Linked DNA regions of Ovis aries: region 2 is linked to region 1. Evidence: chromatin contacts called from public Hi-C data. All regions are on one chromosome and are shown on one strand. Each heading gives the region's core, a stretch centred on a gene start, on an enhancer-like site or on the middle of the called end of the contact. The rest is flanking DNA. Distances are from core to core; before and after follow the strand shown. Region 1 overlaps CLIP2 (CAP-Gly domain containing linker protein 2). Region 2 overlaps ELN (elastin).

Region 1 (7,501 bases), core at 3,302-5,801:
CCATTTTAATGCCTAACGCAGAAAAAAATAAATTAAAAAGGCCCAGACCCACTTTCTGATGGAAAACTCTGAGATCAGAGGCTCCACCTGCCCAAATCCCACTTTGACCAAGTCAGTGGTCAGCGATTCGAAAATTATATATTTGAGAGTTTTAAATCTTTTATAAGCTTAAGGAATTTGCTTCTGAAGGTGACCTCTAGTTCAATAAACATGTTTTTGGTTTTTAAGTTGGGTTGAACCCTTCCTAGAGGGAGATGCCTCAGTGTAGAGGGCTTCAGCCCGTCAACTGTTTCTGCAAGCAGCCGTTGCGTATACACGTGTGTACCGCACACGCAGTCACCTGGCAACAGCCAGCATGCGGACAGGAACCGTGTGCACCCTCGGACACCCACAGGCACACGCATACTCACTCGTGTGCAGAGGCCAACCCGCAGAAACCGGTGGTCACCCGCCCCACACCCGCACGCTGTGTACAGTGGTTTGCGTCAATCACTGTCTGTTTAACTCTATCACCAGGGGCCCTGCAGCTGGGCTGGCCAGCTATTTGGAGGTGGACCTGCACAGGAGGCCAGCCCCTGGCATGCCTGGTGGGCAGGGAGGGGCCAGCAGGGTCTACAGACTGGATTCAGACCGTGCCCTGGGACTCCGGGGCGACTTCACTCCCACACAGATCTTTCCCTGACGTAGGAACCACTCAGACCCTGGGGCTGATAGAGAATCATACACCCTGGGGACCCCCCACTCCCCCAAAGTCCCACCACTCCGTCGGCCCCAGGTCCTTCAGGCTGGCCCTTCGTGCCACCCTATTGAAGACCTCGGATCCCCAGTCCCCCTACCTCTGCCTTCCCCAGCCTGGGGAGAAGGGAGGGGTGGACAGGTCGTCCACACAAGGGGCGGAATGTTCCCAAGAGCCCCCAATGACCGAGCATTGTCTGGGCAAGGCACGGGGGAGGGGGTGGGAGAGGCTCTCACAGGACCTTCCCCAGGCAATAGGACCAGGAGCTGGGGCGCAAAGTCCCGGAGGACCAAGACCTCCCCCTCCTCCAACCAGCATCACACGGCGGAGGAGCACAGAAACACGTTCCTAAACCGGCACTACCCTCCTAGAAGGGATGCAAAAGGGAAAAACAAAAACCCAACAAAACTGGGAGGAGAGCAGCCAGAGAGAGAGAGAAAATAATAAAACGGGGACGCTGACAGGGGCGCTGGCGGGCCGAGGCGCTGGCGGCGGCGGCGGTTACCCGGTTGTCGGCTAGTTCTCGGAGCAGCCGCTCGGCCTGCGCTTTCTCCAGTAGCAGGTTTTGCTCCAGCTCCCCGATGCGCGCGTGCTCCAGCTGCGTCTGGGTCTGTCCACCCGGGGCGGGTGGCGAGGTGGGGACAGGAGAGAGGAGCGCAGGCAAGAGGAAGCCGGAGGAAGAGAGAAAAAAGAGAGAGAGAAGCAGGTCATCTTCTGTGCGCAAGACAGGAGAGCAGGTGGAAGGGAGAGAGGAGGTCTGGGGAGGTGCCCGCCCCTTGCTGCCGATCTGTTTAAGGGCGGAGGACAGGCTGCAGCAACCTTGCCCAGCCACTGGATGGGGCGACCACGGGCACCCGGGTCCCTTCTGTCACCCCCACGTGGCCCTTCCTCTCGCAGCTCCTGGGGAAGAGCCCCGGCCTACTCCCCACCTCGCATCAGGGAGCCGAGAGCCCGTTTCTCACTTTAGGCACAGAAAGGGGCGCCCAGGAAACCCCCAGGATGGATGGATGAGTAAACGACCCCAGGACTCCTGGTCCCCAGGCCTGTCCTGAAGGTTGAACCAACTGAAAGGAAGGATTTCAAAGACACCCACAGCATCATGACTTCCCCCGGGCAGGCTGTGTCTCCCATCGCCCTGCCCCGAACCCAGCCCCAGTGATGCCCACTCCCCGGGCCCCACCGCGGACGCCTGGTCTCCCGAAAGCACAAGGGTGCTTTTGTCCCAGTTTCACAACACCCGCTTCACACGCTAACAAAGCCCGACATTCTCAGGGCATCCAGGCTGGCATTTCGATTTTACCCCGACAGATCTGCGGGGGCAGCAGGAGGCTCAAGGCTCTGGGCATCCAGAAGGGTCTGAACCCCTCGTTCTCGGCAGGGAGAAGCCAGAGGGTTCGCTGCATCCTTCGGCTCAGCCCGTCATCACCGAGGAGAGACGAGATGAGGAGACAGCAGACCCGAGCGGCAGTCCTGGGGAGGCAGGCTGAGCACCACAGCACTGCTGTGTAAAACCCAAGAATACACAGCCAACACAAGCAAGGGGGACAGTGGCAGAGCAGACTGAGAGAATCGCCTCAGCAACTCTCATGCAGTTCATCAAGAGCTATAGAGACCTTACGGCCTTCGGCTCCCAATCTTACTCCTGTGAATTTTCCTAAAGGAACAAAGGTGTCTCTCTCTCCCTCAAGAGGGCAGCATGGCGCAGGGCTAGAAGACAGCCATGCCTGGTCTCTTTCGGAAAGTTAAGGGCTAAAGATGGTGACTCAACCCCAGCCTCGCAGGGGCCATGTTCTCCCCTGCTTCTCTCCCCAGATGGTGGGCACGGCAACCCTGCCCGGGACCCACACTAAATTGAAAAAAAAAAAAAAACAGTGAAAGTGTTGCTAAGTCGTGTCCGACTCTTTGCGACCCCAGGCACTAGACAGAGCCTGATCACAAATACCATATCGGTGGTCCCAAGGGCAAGATAAAGGTTCACAGTTTCAAGGTCAACTTCATTTGGTACCCCAATCGCCGCAAAAGCCCCCTTCCTGTCACTTTCAGAACTCTCAGCCTCCTGTTCCCTGGGTTGGGGTCTACCTGCGGGCACAGGGGAACTCATGGGAGGTGCTTGGTTAATTTAATTAAGTTCAGTCCTAGGAGTCTGGGGCAGGAGAGCGCCTCTGAAGGCTAGATTTTAGTGAGATGGACAATCTGGCTTTTATTCTGCTCCAAGGACACTGGCCTGGGCGTGAGGAGCAGCAGCCACCATGGTTATCGGCAGGGCAGTGTAAGAGTGGATTTAATTTTTGTCTCACACACCAACTTTAGAACCTACCCCCTCCCGCGGTGTCTCAGCTGTCTCTCCAACTCACGGGAGAGAGAGGCCATGCCAGCAGGCCAACCTCAGGCTCAGGATCACCCAGCAACCTGGGACAGCCTGAAGCCTAGAACTCAGATGTCTGGATTTCAGAACCGGGGCCCTTCCCCAAACCAAGCCTGACTCCACAGAGGGGAGACACGGACTTTTGGCAACAACACGGAGCAGTGATGGAGGCTCCAGCAGTGGGGACTCCCTGTGTCCCTGCCCCCATCCAAATCCTGGAAGCTAGGTGAAGCCTGGCCTGAGCCCTTGACCTACCGTTTTTTCCTCTTCTCCTTGAATGCACAGTGTCTATCCTACTCCAAAGCACAAAGTCTCTGCCTTGGGACGCCCTTCATGTAACAGAGGGCTGGTGTTATCAATCAATGGCGGGGAGCCGGCAGGGAGTTACCCCAACTGCACAAGGGGCTCCTGAAGGTCGTCGCCCCTTTTCATCTCCCTCCAGGCCTCAAGCTGCACAGCCAGTTCCCAACAAACAGCTGATTCTGAGTTCCGTCCCTTCCCATTTCAGTGGGTGTTCCCAAGCCAATGAAAAATAACAGCGAGATGCTATTTAATCAACAGAACAATAACACAAGCCCCCTGGATGAGAAGTCCCCAAATTTCCTGTCTACTTCAGAACCTCAGAAGGTGACCTTGTCTTTGCACATGTAAACAGTTATGATGAAGTCATCCTGGATTAAGGTGGGCCTGATAACTTCCTTTTAAGGTCATGTGAAGAGACACAGGGACACACAGGGAGGAAGGTCAGGTGACCACGGAGGCAGGGATGCCACGACAAGCCGAGGAACACAAGCGGCTGCCAGCAATCCTACCAGAGTTGAGAGAGAGGCATGGAATTGACCCTGCCCATACCTCGACTTCAGACTTCTGACCTCCAGCACTGTGAGAGCATCGATGTGTGTTGTCTGGAGCTGCTGCTGAATTGTGAGTTTTTCCTTCTGCAGCCCCAGAAAGTACTAGAAATACCTATCACTTGCTCCTCCTGGTGGAGATGTCCTGTGGGTGTGCTGGTGCGGAGTTTGGGGGAGGACCAAGGAAATCGTGGGCTTATAAAGGGCATTTAATGCCACAGACTGGACGCTCTCAGCGAGTGAAGCCACAGACTGAGCCCCTGGACAGGCCGACAGTCAAGGTCAGAAAGGCGGTGAGAGGTAGTCATGGGACATCTCGCATAGTCGGGGGAGGGAGGACAAGCAGAGAAATGGGGTCACGTAGCTGGAGGGGTCCTAGGAGGAGCTCAAGGAGGTGTTCTGGGGGCTTATTTTTGACTTTCATATGGGTGGGGATGAGAGGGACTTGGCTCCATGTGCCTTCCGGTTGCCACGAATATGGTCACAACAGAAACAGCAGCAATGGGACTCCACTGCCCTTGGACTGAACTAACTGTCCGTCACCGTTTGCCCCACCCCCCCTCCTCTCTCAGCCAGGGCTGATTGGGTCTGGGGTGGGCACCCGATCCAAAGCAAGACAGCCCATTGGCTAGCCTTGGACCAATCAGATTCTCTCAAGAGGACAGCTGGGAGGCAGTAAGTGCTGGAGCCTAGGCGGGGCGGGCAGGTGGATGTCAGGGCAGAAGGGAGATGTGTCAAGAGATCTGCAGACACAGTGAGAGACAGACAGACTGACCAGGAGTCACGAGAAGAGGGAGGCGAGTGAGGGGGGAAGAGACTCCGTTTCTGATGCTGCTCCTCCTTCCAGTTCTCTGAACTGTCTGCCCTCGGTGCTGTGAGATTTCCCTGCAGCCTTTTAGTAACCCGCCCACTCACCCCCCACCCCCGTGATGACTGAAGTTAGCAGTTACCAGATGTCTTTGCAATCACAGGTGCTTTTCCCGGGAGCGACCTCCACCCCCAGTCCCTTTGGGAGGGCAGCCACCCCACAGAAGAGCTTGCCAAATGTCAACCACATAACTGGCCCCTTGGCTAAGTGACAAACTTATATTGGAACACCGGATGCCAGGCTGGGGTTCCTACACCAGGTTGTGCCCCAGTAGCCATTCTTTAAGCTCAGGCAGCAAAACCCATCCCAACAGGGGCAGCCATCAGTGACTCTAGATCACACACATCCCTCCCCAGCCAGGGTCATTCAGGGATAGAACAGCCATTTGTACAATTTTGCTGAATGCTGGAAGTCAGAGGGGTTTTAACACAGCTCTTTCACAAAATCAGAAACCGTAGTTTCACGTCGGAGCTCAGAAAAGATCCATTGCAGTGATTCCCAAAGTGTGGTTCCCAGGTCAGCATCACCTGGCAACTCATTAGAAATGCAAACCCTTGGATCCCACCCAGACCTACTGTACGGCCACTTGGGTCCAGAGTTCTGGGTCTGAACACACCTACTGGGTGACGAATTCTTAAGCTGGGAAATCAGTGACCTGGTTCAACCTCCTCATTTAACAGGAGCAAATGGAGGTCTGGGGAGAGGAAACGGCTGCCCAAGACCAGTTAGGGTCAGGACTGGAATGTGGAGAGGGACTGAGCTGACTGCCCTCTGCCTCATCTGAGGGCTCCGGGAGTCCACATTTTCTGTCACCTCCCAGGGGGCAGGGAGGGTCATGGCAGAAAGGCATTCCTACCCACCCAACTGTGAGCAGGCCTAGTGAGCCCTGCAGACTCCAGGCGGTTTGGTGAGGAGGGCTGGTGTCTCTCTTGGGTGGCAGGGGTCCTTAGGTGCTTTATTAATTGAGTGAATGTCCTCCATCCCTCAGCTCAGAAAGGGTGGGTGGGATTGAAGAGGGAGTGTGAAATTCCACTAGTGCCCAGACCCCTTAGCCAGGTGGTGGGACTTGAAGAGGTGCTATCACTGGCCATCCTTACGGGCTACACTCGGGAGTCAGGAGTCCTGGGTCCTGGTCCCAGAGGCTGCTGAGGTGCGCCATGACTGGGTGAGTCCCTTCTGCCTTTCTGAGCCTGTTTTCCCATCTATAAATTCTGTGACTCTAGCACAAACTATTCCCAGCCAAAGTTTTAGCTGGAATTCAAGATGAACGGAGGGCCCAGGGAACACCTCTAGGGCTACTGCCCGAGAAAGAAGGGACAGGGAGCCCAGCCGCCATGTCCTCAGGCCCAGCTCTGTGGACTCCCTGGGTCCCTCCCACCCAGCTGCTGACCCAGGAAGCATGGCCCCTCTGGGGTTCCTGGAGCTGAGCCATTCGACTGCTGATGCCCGAGTCTCTCGTGGCGGGGCCCCTCCCCACGCTCCCAGGGTATGACCTTTGACTCTTCCCCAGTTTGTCTACCTCACGGTCCCCATGGTCCCCTCCCACAGGGCTCAGAGTTGCTGCCTGGACCTCATGACGATTTTCCCTTTGAGGACTGATCCTGGGGTGCAAGCCTAGGGGGAAATTTGAGGGCCTTTGACCATTACCTCCAGGTCTCCCTTGGTGATGGACTCCTCTTCCACTCGGAACTGCAGGTCCTCCACCTTCCTGCGGGGGGGAGAGGGGGCTGAGCAGGCTTCACCCAGAGGGGTCCGTCCATTCTCCTGCTCAGTCGTGTATGACTCCTTGCGACCCCCTGGACTGTAGCCCACCAGGCTCCTCTGTCCATGGGATTCTCCAGGCAGGAATCCTGGGGCGGGCTGTCAATTCCTCCTCCAGGGGATCTTCCTGACTCAGGCATTGAACCCATGTTTCCTGCATTGCAGGTGGATTCTTTACCTGCTGAGCCATCAGGGAAGCCCATAAGTGACCCCTACCCAGAGGGGTGGGCTTTGCCAAGTCAGCAATGGCAGAGAGAGCCAAGGCCACCAGAAGCTGCGAGTCCACATTCAGAGTACCCAGAAGGTACTGTCCCAGAGCCTCATGGCTGATGGGGGCGGAGCCTCCTGGAAACCCCCAGCCCTCCCAACTTCCTGGTCCAGGCTCTACACAGAGAACATGGACTTCTCTAAAATAGGAGTGCAAAGGAGACATTGCTTAAGGAAAAGATCCCCGGTGTTCTCCTTACTTGCTGCAAGTAATAAATCCTTTCTTCTCCTGCAAAATAGCTGTGTTTAATGCAGCACCTTTCCCCTCTAGGGTGGTTGTGGGGATAAATGATAGAATGGATAGTAAGTGAAGCAGAATCAGCTCTGTTTTCATCATAGCAGGGAGCAGATAGGCTGCATGAAACAGTCTATGGGGAAGGAGGGAGGGTGGGCTTCTTCCCCTGCTGACCCCATCTTCACTCCCTCCACTCAGAATCAGGGCCCAGAGTTCCAGCCCCCACCACTTGGGCTGCTCCCTGATGTGGAGGGCCCCAAGGGCTCTGCTGCAGGTGTGGGGCCCACCCTCAAGTACACTCACCCACCCACCCACCCACCCCCAAGAGAGCAGCGGGGAGAGACACAGGCACGTTACAGCTCACAAAGCGGCTGCTCCTGGGGCCTCGTGATGGCTCTCAGCACACAGAGGATGAAAC
Region 2 (7,501 bases), core at 3,433-5,932, 200 kb after region 1:
GATCCCCTGCAGAAGGCAATGGCAAAACCCACCCCAGGCCTCTTGCCTGGGAAATCCCATGGACAGAGGAGCCTGGCGGGCTGCAGTCCACGGGGTCGCAAAGAGGTGGACACAACTTAACGACTAAATGACAACAACAAAGGGTGCTGTGTTGCGTCGTGACTTGACAATGGGTGTTGGTCACGGGTGCTTGGAGAAAGAAGGCAGGGCCTGGTGCTGGAGGAAGGTATAGTTTGCAATTTTATTTAGTTAATTAATAAACGTATTTTGCGCAGCTTGTGGAATCTCAGTTCCCCAATCAGGGACCTTTGCCCCCAGCAGTGAAAGTCAGGAGTCCTAACCACTTCAGTTGCTTCAGTCTCTTGCTTTCGCAGGTGGGTTCTTTACCACTGGCGCCACCAGGGAAGCCCTACCCGCTGGAAAAGAAAGTGAAAGTCGCTCAGCCATGTCTGACTCTTTGCAACCCCACGGCCTGTACAGTTCATAGAATTCTCCAGGCCAGAATACTGGAGTGGGTAGCCACTCCCTTCTCCAGGAGATCTTCCCAACCCAGGGATCAAAACCAGATCTCCCACATTACAGGCGGATTCTTTACCAGCCGAGCCACCAGGGAAGCCCAAGAATACTATCCCTTCTCCAGCAGATCTTTCTGACTCAGGAATTGAACTGGGGTCTCCTACACTGCAGGCAGATTCTTTACCAGTTGAGTTACCAGGGAAGCCCCTGGACCACCAGTTTGCAATTTCAGAAACGGGGTCAGGGAAGCACCTTCTGAGAAGGTGACATTTGAGTCAAGACCTGAAGGAGGTGAGGGTGCCAAGCACGTTGATAGCGGAGGGAAGGACATTCTGGGCAGGGGAGACAGTGGAGGTGGTGGCTGGAGAGGGGGTGGCCTCTGCCCGCGAGGAATGGGGAGAGGGCAGGGTAATTGGGTGGCCTGTAGGGGGCCAGGTAGCAGGACGCAAGATCAGAACAGCTGGCCCAACTCAGGTAAGGGGCTCCTCAGCCATGGAAGAGCCTCTGGCTTGGGCAGACGGCAGCCACTGCAGGATTTTGAGCAGATGCGTGACCTGAGCTGACTTTATGTTTTAAAAGGATTGTTTTGGCTGCTGTGTGAAGTGAAGGCTGAAAAAGAGCCAGGTCAGGATGGGGAAGCCCAGTTTGGAAGCTGTGTCAGTCGTCTAGGCAAGAGTTGCTGTGGATCACGGCCTGGACCCTGGAGGCTGGGAGGGGTGGTTGGACCCTGATCACCCTCTGAAGTTGGTGCCCCTGGGTTTGCTGGTGAATCGGGTGTGTGAGATGGGAGGAGATGGAAATCCTCCTAAGCTGCTGCCTGAACCTCTGGAACTGAGATGGGGAAGGTGTGGAGGGGCAGGGGGGAGCAGGTTATGGTGGGGGGTGGGAGGGGGAACCCATGCTACTCAGGGTTATGAGACTTTCAGGTGGGGATGTTAGGAACTGGCTGTGAACGTGCAGGTCCTGAGTTCAAGGGGGAGGTCTGTGCTTGATGTATCAGTTTGGGAACTGCTAATGCATACATGGTATTTAAAGCCATAAATTATGAGAAACCACAGCTGGGGGGCCCCCGGGCTGAATGCTGGAGCTGGCCAAATTTCAGAGTCTGGAGAGCTTGTGGAGGAATGAGCAAGGGGTCTTTTCGATGAACAAATAAGTGATGAATGGATCTCGTTTGCCACTGCTCTTGGGCAGGTTGTCCCTCCTCGCTGGTGGTCACCCCAGCCCCCTGTGGTCTCTGCGAATGCACTCCTACCCGCTTCTGACCCATCCTTCGTTTTTTCCTGGGCTCTGCCCGCTCCGGCCAGGCACTGCGGACCTTCACAGGGCTGCTCTTCCTCCTGAAAGGCCTGAGCCTCCCTGCTCTCTGCGCTATTCTCGGCCTGGTAAATTGCTTCCTATGCTCTGCTGTCCTCCGGGACTGGGTCCCTGAGCACCGCCCCAGCCTGGTGTCTTTCCAGCCAGACTCCTGGCAGCGTGAGAGCCCCTGTGCTCAGATGCGCGGATACTAGCGTCTACACGGGCAGACCCCACCAGCACTCTCAACACAGTTCCTCCTTGCCACTCTTGTGGCTTCCCCAGGTGCCCACTGGCCCTGGGGTTCTCTCTGGGGAGGACAGACGCTAGCCCATGCGGGCCCTGGAAGTGCACTTGCTGGTTTGGGGAGGGAAGTTTGGAATCTGGTACCCAGAGTGCTCTAGAAGGGAGGGGTGGGCTCCGGGAGGGCACATCAGATGGATGAGTGGCCCGAGGGGAGGGGCTCTGGGGAACGAGTGCAGTCAAGGGGGTCCTCAGTCTCCTGTTGAGCCAGCAGGGTGTCCCTCCTTACGTTTTGTCAGGAAGCAAAGTGATGCCTTATGCCAGGTGTGACAGGGAGGGAACGTGGGGAGGGAAGCATGCTCCTGTTTTTTTCCGTTGGACCATTTCTTCTCTCTTGGCTGTTCACCAAGGTCAAGGTTTGGTCTGGACAGAAGGGTCATTTTTGTTTCCTCCACTCATCCAGCTGCAGCCGCAGCATCTGGAGGCCAAGGACTTGGGCCTGAGGGGAGAGGGCTGGGGAACGCGTGTCTGGGCGAGCCCATCTCCTCGGAGGGATGAGCGTGTCGGACTGGTTGCCCTGCTTCCCCTGAGAGGGATCATCATTTTTAAAGGACAGGCTGAACTTGAAGAAGGATCCTTTCACCAGAAGTCAATGGCAGATGATTTTGGTGAAGTGAAAGCGTGAAAGTGTTAGTCGCTCAGTCGTGTCCGACTCTTTTCGGCCCCATGGTCTGTAGCCCACCCGGCTTTTCTGTCCATGGGATTCTCCAGGCAAGAAAACTGGAGTGGGTTGCCATTCCCTTCTCCAGGGGATCTTCCCGACCCAGGGATCGAATGTGCATTTCTTGCATCTCCTGCATTGGCAGGTAGATTCTTTACCACTAAGTGCCACCTGGGAAGACCCAAGGTTCCCCAAGATTCCCCGAGCCCTGTCCCCTACCTGGACCAGGAACTGAAGGCAGATGAGCGCTTACAAAGGAGGCCAAGACACAGTTTCCTTTCAAAGGTTTTCTTTTATTAGTCTTTTCTGAAGCAGTTAATTCTCTTATTTTTTTAAAATGTGTGTTTCATCCAGAGCTATACCAAAATGATTAAAATGAATTTTCTAATGGGGATATAGCTCCCCAGATCAGAAAAAAAAAGGTGGTTTTTTTTTGTTTGTTTGTTTTTTTTCCATAAACCACACAAGTAAAATGAAAGGAGAACATCAACAATCAAAAATAATCCCCAAATGTCCAGGACAAAAAATAAAATATTTATTGATCTATCACAGCCAGACACATAGAGATGGGCAGGGCGGGGGAGAAATGCTCTGAAATACAGTGGCTCGAGGAGGGGATGGGGATACAGTACTGCGTGGGGGGAGACCCAGGTTGGGGGGTAGATTCCTGTGGCCCCAGGTGGTACAGCTCCTCACACCCAGAGGCTCGGGGCCCCTTTGTAGGGGTGTGTGCGATGGGGTGGAGGCTGGGCACAGGCTGTCACAACAGGTTAACCGAGTCGATGGTGGGGGCGCCCAGCCAGCAAGGGGTGCCGGGCGGCCAAACCGGGACAAGGATGGACGGATGGATGGACAGACGGGCAGATGAATTCCACAAGAGCAAGAGGGCTGTTCCCAATACTGGGGTGAGTCTTCAGACATGGGGAACAGCGATGGGTCGGGGAAAGGGGGGCCAAGGAGGCCAAGAGATGGTGTGACCCAATCCAGCGTGAGGGTTTCAATGCTTGGGTACCAACTGGACCGCAGCCAGAGGTGGGTCCTGGTGGGCAGGGGGAAGTGAGACTGCCCAGGAAGTGTCTGCACCATCTTCAGAGGAGCCCCAGGGAGGGGGTTCCCTAAGGGGCTGCCCTTCCCTCCTCCCTCCCCGCAGGAAGAGTGAAAGCACCAGCACGTAGCACCAAGTCCCCTAGAGATGGAGAGTGTGTGAAGGGGGAGTTCCTGGGTGGGAAGGGCGTGGGCGCAGGGGGCCAAGCCCACCCTCCCCTCGCCTCTGAAGGAGGGGGGCTTCCTGGGGCCCACTTGGCCACCACTCTCTTGCCTCCTTGCCCTGTGGATTTCCAAGGCCGCCCGGCCTGCCCCGTTCCCACCCGGGGTGGGAACTTAGGAGGGGGCATGGGAAAGTGGGGTGGGGTCACAAAGGGTTTACATTCTCCACCAAGCAGTAGCACCAACGTTGATGAGGTCGTGAGTCAGGGGTCCCAGGAAGCTCACTTTCTCTTCCGGCCACAGGATTTCCCCAGGCAGGCCCCACCTGGGTGCAGGGGAGGCACGCCCCACAGTCAGTCCTGGCTGCTGGTGCCCAAGCCCTTGCCCACTCTGCCCAACTCCAAGCTCTTCTCACATCCGCATCATCACCATGGGAAACAGAGGCTCCAGGAAGCCAGGCGGAAGGAAGCCTGGCCACCTCCCTAGGCCAAACTCCGCGCCCTTTCATTGCGCAAACTCCCACTGGGCACGTGGATGGTAGCAGGGCCCTTGCCCTCTCCTGGGGAGGATCTGACTGGTTAACCTTGTTTCAAATCATCAAGCCACTGGGTCGGGTCGTGGGGCCTGGACTAGCGCCTACCCCTGCAGGAGCGAGGTGTGGCTCGTTACCGCCACCTGGTGGCAGTGAGACACTATCTCTGCAGAGCTCATCCAGGGTGTTTGTTGGGAAAGAAAGCAAGCAGGGTCATGGGCCACAAGCACCAGCTGGTGCCTGACTGAGAGATGGGCGCCTTGAATGAGGTCAGGCTGCTCTGGCCTCTGTTTCTCCCTGGGCTGCCTCGTCTCAGGGTGGGGTGGGGGCGGTGGGAAGCAGGTGCAGCTAGAAGGGGATCCACAGCCTGAGCGCCAGGGTGGAGCTGGGGCTTCTCTGAGTCTCTTTCAGGCATCCTTGGGAGAGGCCTTGAGGGTGGTGATCAGACACTGCCAGACGCATGTCTGCCCCTTGGAGCAAGGGCGTGGCTCCAGGACTCCCGCGGGGTCTACCCCTCCAGTTCCCTGACACCAGGGCCCCCTGTCACCTCCATTCTCTCTCTCCCTCCCAGTCCCTCCTCCCCCCGCCTTTTCTTTCTCTCGGTTTCTCCCTGCAGGAGTGGGGGTGTGGGTACCAGGCAAGGAGGGCTTGCCAGGTCTGGCCTGGGAGAGCCAGGAGGGTCCCTGGCCCACTCTCAGCTCTGAGGATCTGTTTCAGAGACAGCAGAAGCAGAGGGTAAGGTGTCCAGCTCCCCAATCCCTGGCCTCGCTGCCGGGCCTCGTCTGACATGCCGCCCCCTGCTCCAGCCTGTCCCCCGACCCTGCCCTCTTCCAGGGGCAGAGTCTACTCACCTGGGAATCCCAGGGCTCCCAGGGCCCCTCCGAAGGGCTTGGGAGGTTTGCCTGTGGAGGGAAGGCAAGGGGTTGGGGAGGTGGCCAGGCTTCCCCATCTCTACCAGCCCGCCCCCCTACCCTGCACCCATGCGCCTGCAGCAGCAGGTTCCGAAGGTCTCTCTGCCCCCAGCCCGACCCTCCTGCCCAGCCTCGTTCCTTGCAGCCTGTGGAGGTCTGAGCAGCTCTGTGGCAGCCCCTCCCACCACAGTCAGACCCCAGGCCACATTTCCCAGGGACAGCCTCACCCCCCAGCCAAGGGGCTCCAGGTTCGGCCTCCTTGACCACCTGCTTGAATAGGCCCTGTTTTTACCCAACAATATCTTTCCTCTTCTATGGGACCTTGTCAACCTCTCTGGTTAGACCCTAAGACCTGGCATGACCCACGTCCCCGTCTCACTCCTGATGCCCCGTCAAGTGCCAGGCTGGGAGCTCTAGGAATTGTGGTCCCCACACCCCAAGGCTGGTCTTTGCAGCTTCTGTGATTCTCCCATGGGCTCCATCAAGCCCCCGTACCAGCAGGCCAGCCCAGGGCTGTGGCTGCAAAAACTATTCCCTCAATAGGATGGACCCACACCCCCGCCCCCCGCCCACGCTGCGAAGGAGTTCAGGGCCCTGCTTGAAATGAGGCCCTGACTTGTGAGACTGGTTAAACTCACCACCAACTCCCAGGCCCCCGGCTCCACCTGCAAGGCAAGCAGAGGGGTGGTGAGGATGCGCGTCTCCAGGGAGCCCGCCAAGGCCTCCCCGGCAGTGTGGGCCTCGTTTGAGAGGGGCCCAGTTCTGGGCTGGGGCGTGGATGGCTCTGCCAGTGACTGTGTGACCCTGGATCCTCTCTGAACCTCAGTTTGTCTCATCTGAACGCGATGTTTTGTAAAATCCGATGCCCCCGATGTTGCATGGGAGGAAGAGAAGAGGAGGAGGCCCAGCTCTGTGCAATCTAAGGATGCGGGGGGCCCCCAACTCTGTAGCCTGGCTCAGCCCTTCTGGGCAGGGGAAGAGGAGGGCTGGGGCGCCTGGCCGTACCTGGGAAAATAGGAGAGAGTCCGAAGCCAGGCCTTGCTGCGACTCCTGCAGGAGGGGTTTGGGGTTGGCGTGGGGGCGTGGGGTGGGCTGGGGTGGGACCCTGGGACCCGCCGCGGCCTGGTCACCTACTCCTCTCCGCCTAGGATCACCTCCTCCCCCTTCCCCTCCCCCACTTGTCAAAGCAGCTTTCTTAACAAAGCCTCATCAGCCTGGTATCTGAGGCCCACGTGTCCCTCCCACCCTGCAGCCTTTCCCGGACTGTCCCCTCCACCCTCTTTCTTGGGTCCCTGTGCTGATACAGCCCTGGAGTCCCCGCTGCTAGCCAGCCAGGCTCAGCTGTGGATCTCACAGCAGAGGCGGCCCCTACCTCCAATTGGGAATGGCCGGCCGGCTCCTAGGACACCTCCAAGGCCAGCGGCACCTGAGAAGAGGGCAGAAGGGGGTAGGATGAGACACAGCGTAAGGGGCCCTGAGCATCCCCTCCAGGGTCTGAGGACGTGATTTTCAGGAAGGATCCTTCATGGCTAGTGTGAGCAGGACTGAGGACTGAGCCGGTTCATGGACAGGGCAGTGAGGGTGGGGTATAAGCAGCTTGCAGGCCTGGGCTCGGGGGGCTGTGGGAGCAACTCACCAAATTTGGCTGCTTTAGCAGCTGCAGCTGGAGACACACCTGGAAAGATGGGGAGCAGGAGGGCTTAGGAATATCTCCTCCCTCCCAGAGTCATGTCCTCCTCCTGACCACTGCCATCAATCTGCCCCTGCCCACTGACTCATGCTTCTACCATCCTTCCACCCCCCCATCTCTCCAGAAATCTTTATTAAGCTCCTGCTGTGTGGCCAGATTTGTGGAGCACACGGGGTAAGAAATTTTAGGCTGGGTCAGAGACACAGCGATGACCCGAGAGAGAGAGAGACGTTAACACAAGGTCCACCACAATGGCAGAGACTTTGGGAAAGGGATTTCCCTCCAGGCTTTGCTTTCCTTCTCTGAACTCCCACTGGAGGTGGTTGGGCAGATTGAAAGAGAGAGGAGAGGGAGAGATTGGGACACCCAACTGCAAGGGGCAGCCC

What was found. A called contact is a pair of places that touch in the nucleus more often than the background predicts.
Region 2: a contact with region 1 is called in a Hi-C map of liver, with 4 times the contacts expected there. The contact joins two enhancer-like sites. A contact is called at or near these places in 12 of 16 Hi-C or Micro-C datasets (blood, hypothalamus, liver and 6 more).

Annotation. Positions count from the first base shown.
Region 1 is chr24:33,534,165-33,541,665 of ARS-UI_Ramb_v3.0, forward strand. CLIP2 (CAP-Gly domain containing linker protein 2) reads right to left here. Exons shown (of 16, transcript XM_060405906.1): 8 at 6,468-6,528; 9 at 1,242-1,346. Among named protein-coding and RNA genes, the nearest start is that of CLIP2, 53 kb to the right of the region's middle. Within about 2 kb of position 4,552, at least 16 of the 54 cell types and tissues checked have an H3K27ac peak or open chromatin away from gene starts, as enhancers often do. A contact at or near this core is called in liver, where this site is marked.
Region 2 is chr24:33,735,234-33,742,734 of ARS-UI_Ramb_v3.0, forward strand. It overlaps ELN (elastin), which reads right to left. Exons shown (of 33, transcript XM_060405909.1): 29 at 7,062-7,100; 30 at 6,798-6,851; 31 at 6,064-6,090; 32 at 5,366-5,416; 33 at 3,290-4,307. The coding sequence ends at 4,264. Among named protein-coding and RNA genes, the nearest start is that of LIMK1, 13 kb to the left of the region's middle. Within about 2 kb of position 4,683, at least 3 of the 54 cell types and tissues checked have an H3K27ac peak or open chromatin away from gene starts, as enhancers often do. A contact at or near this core is called in liver, where this site is marked.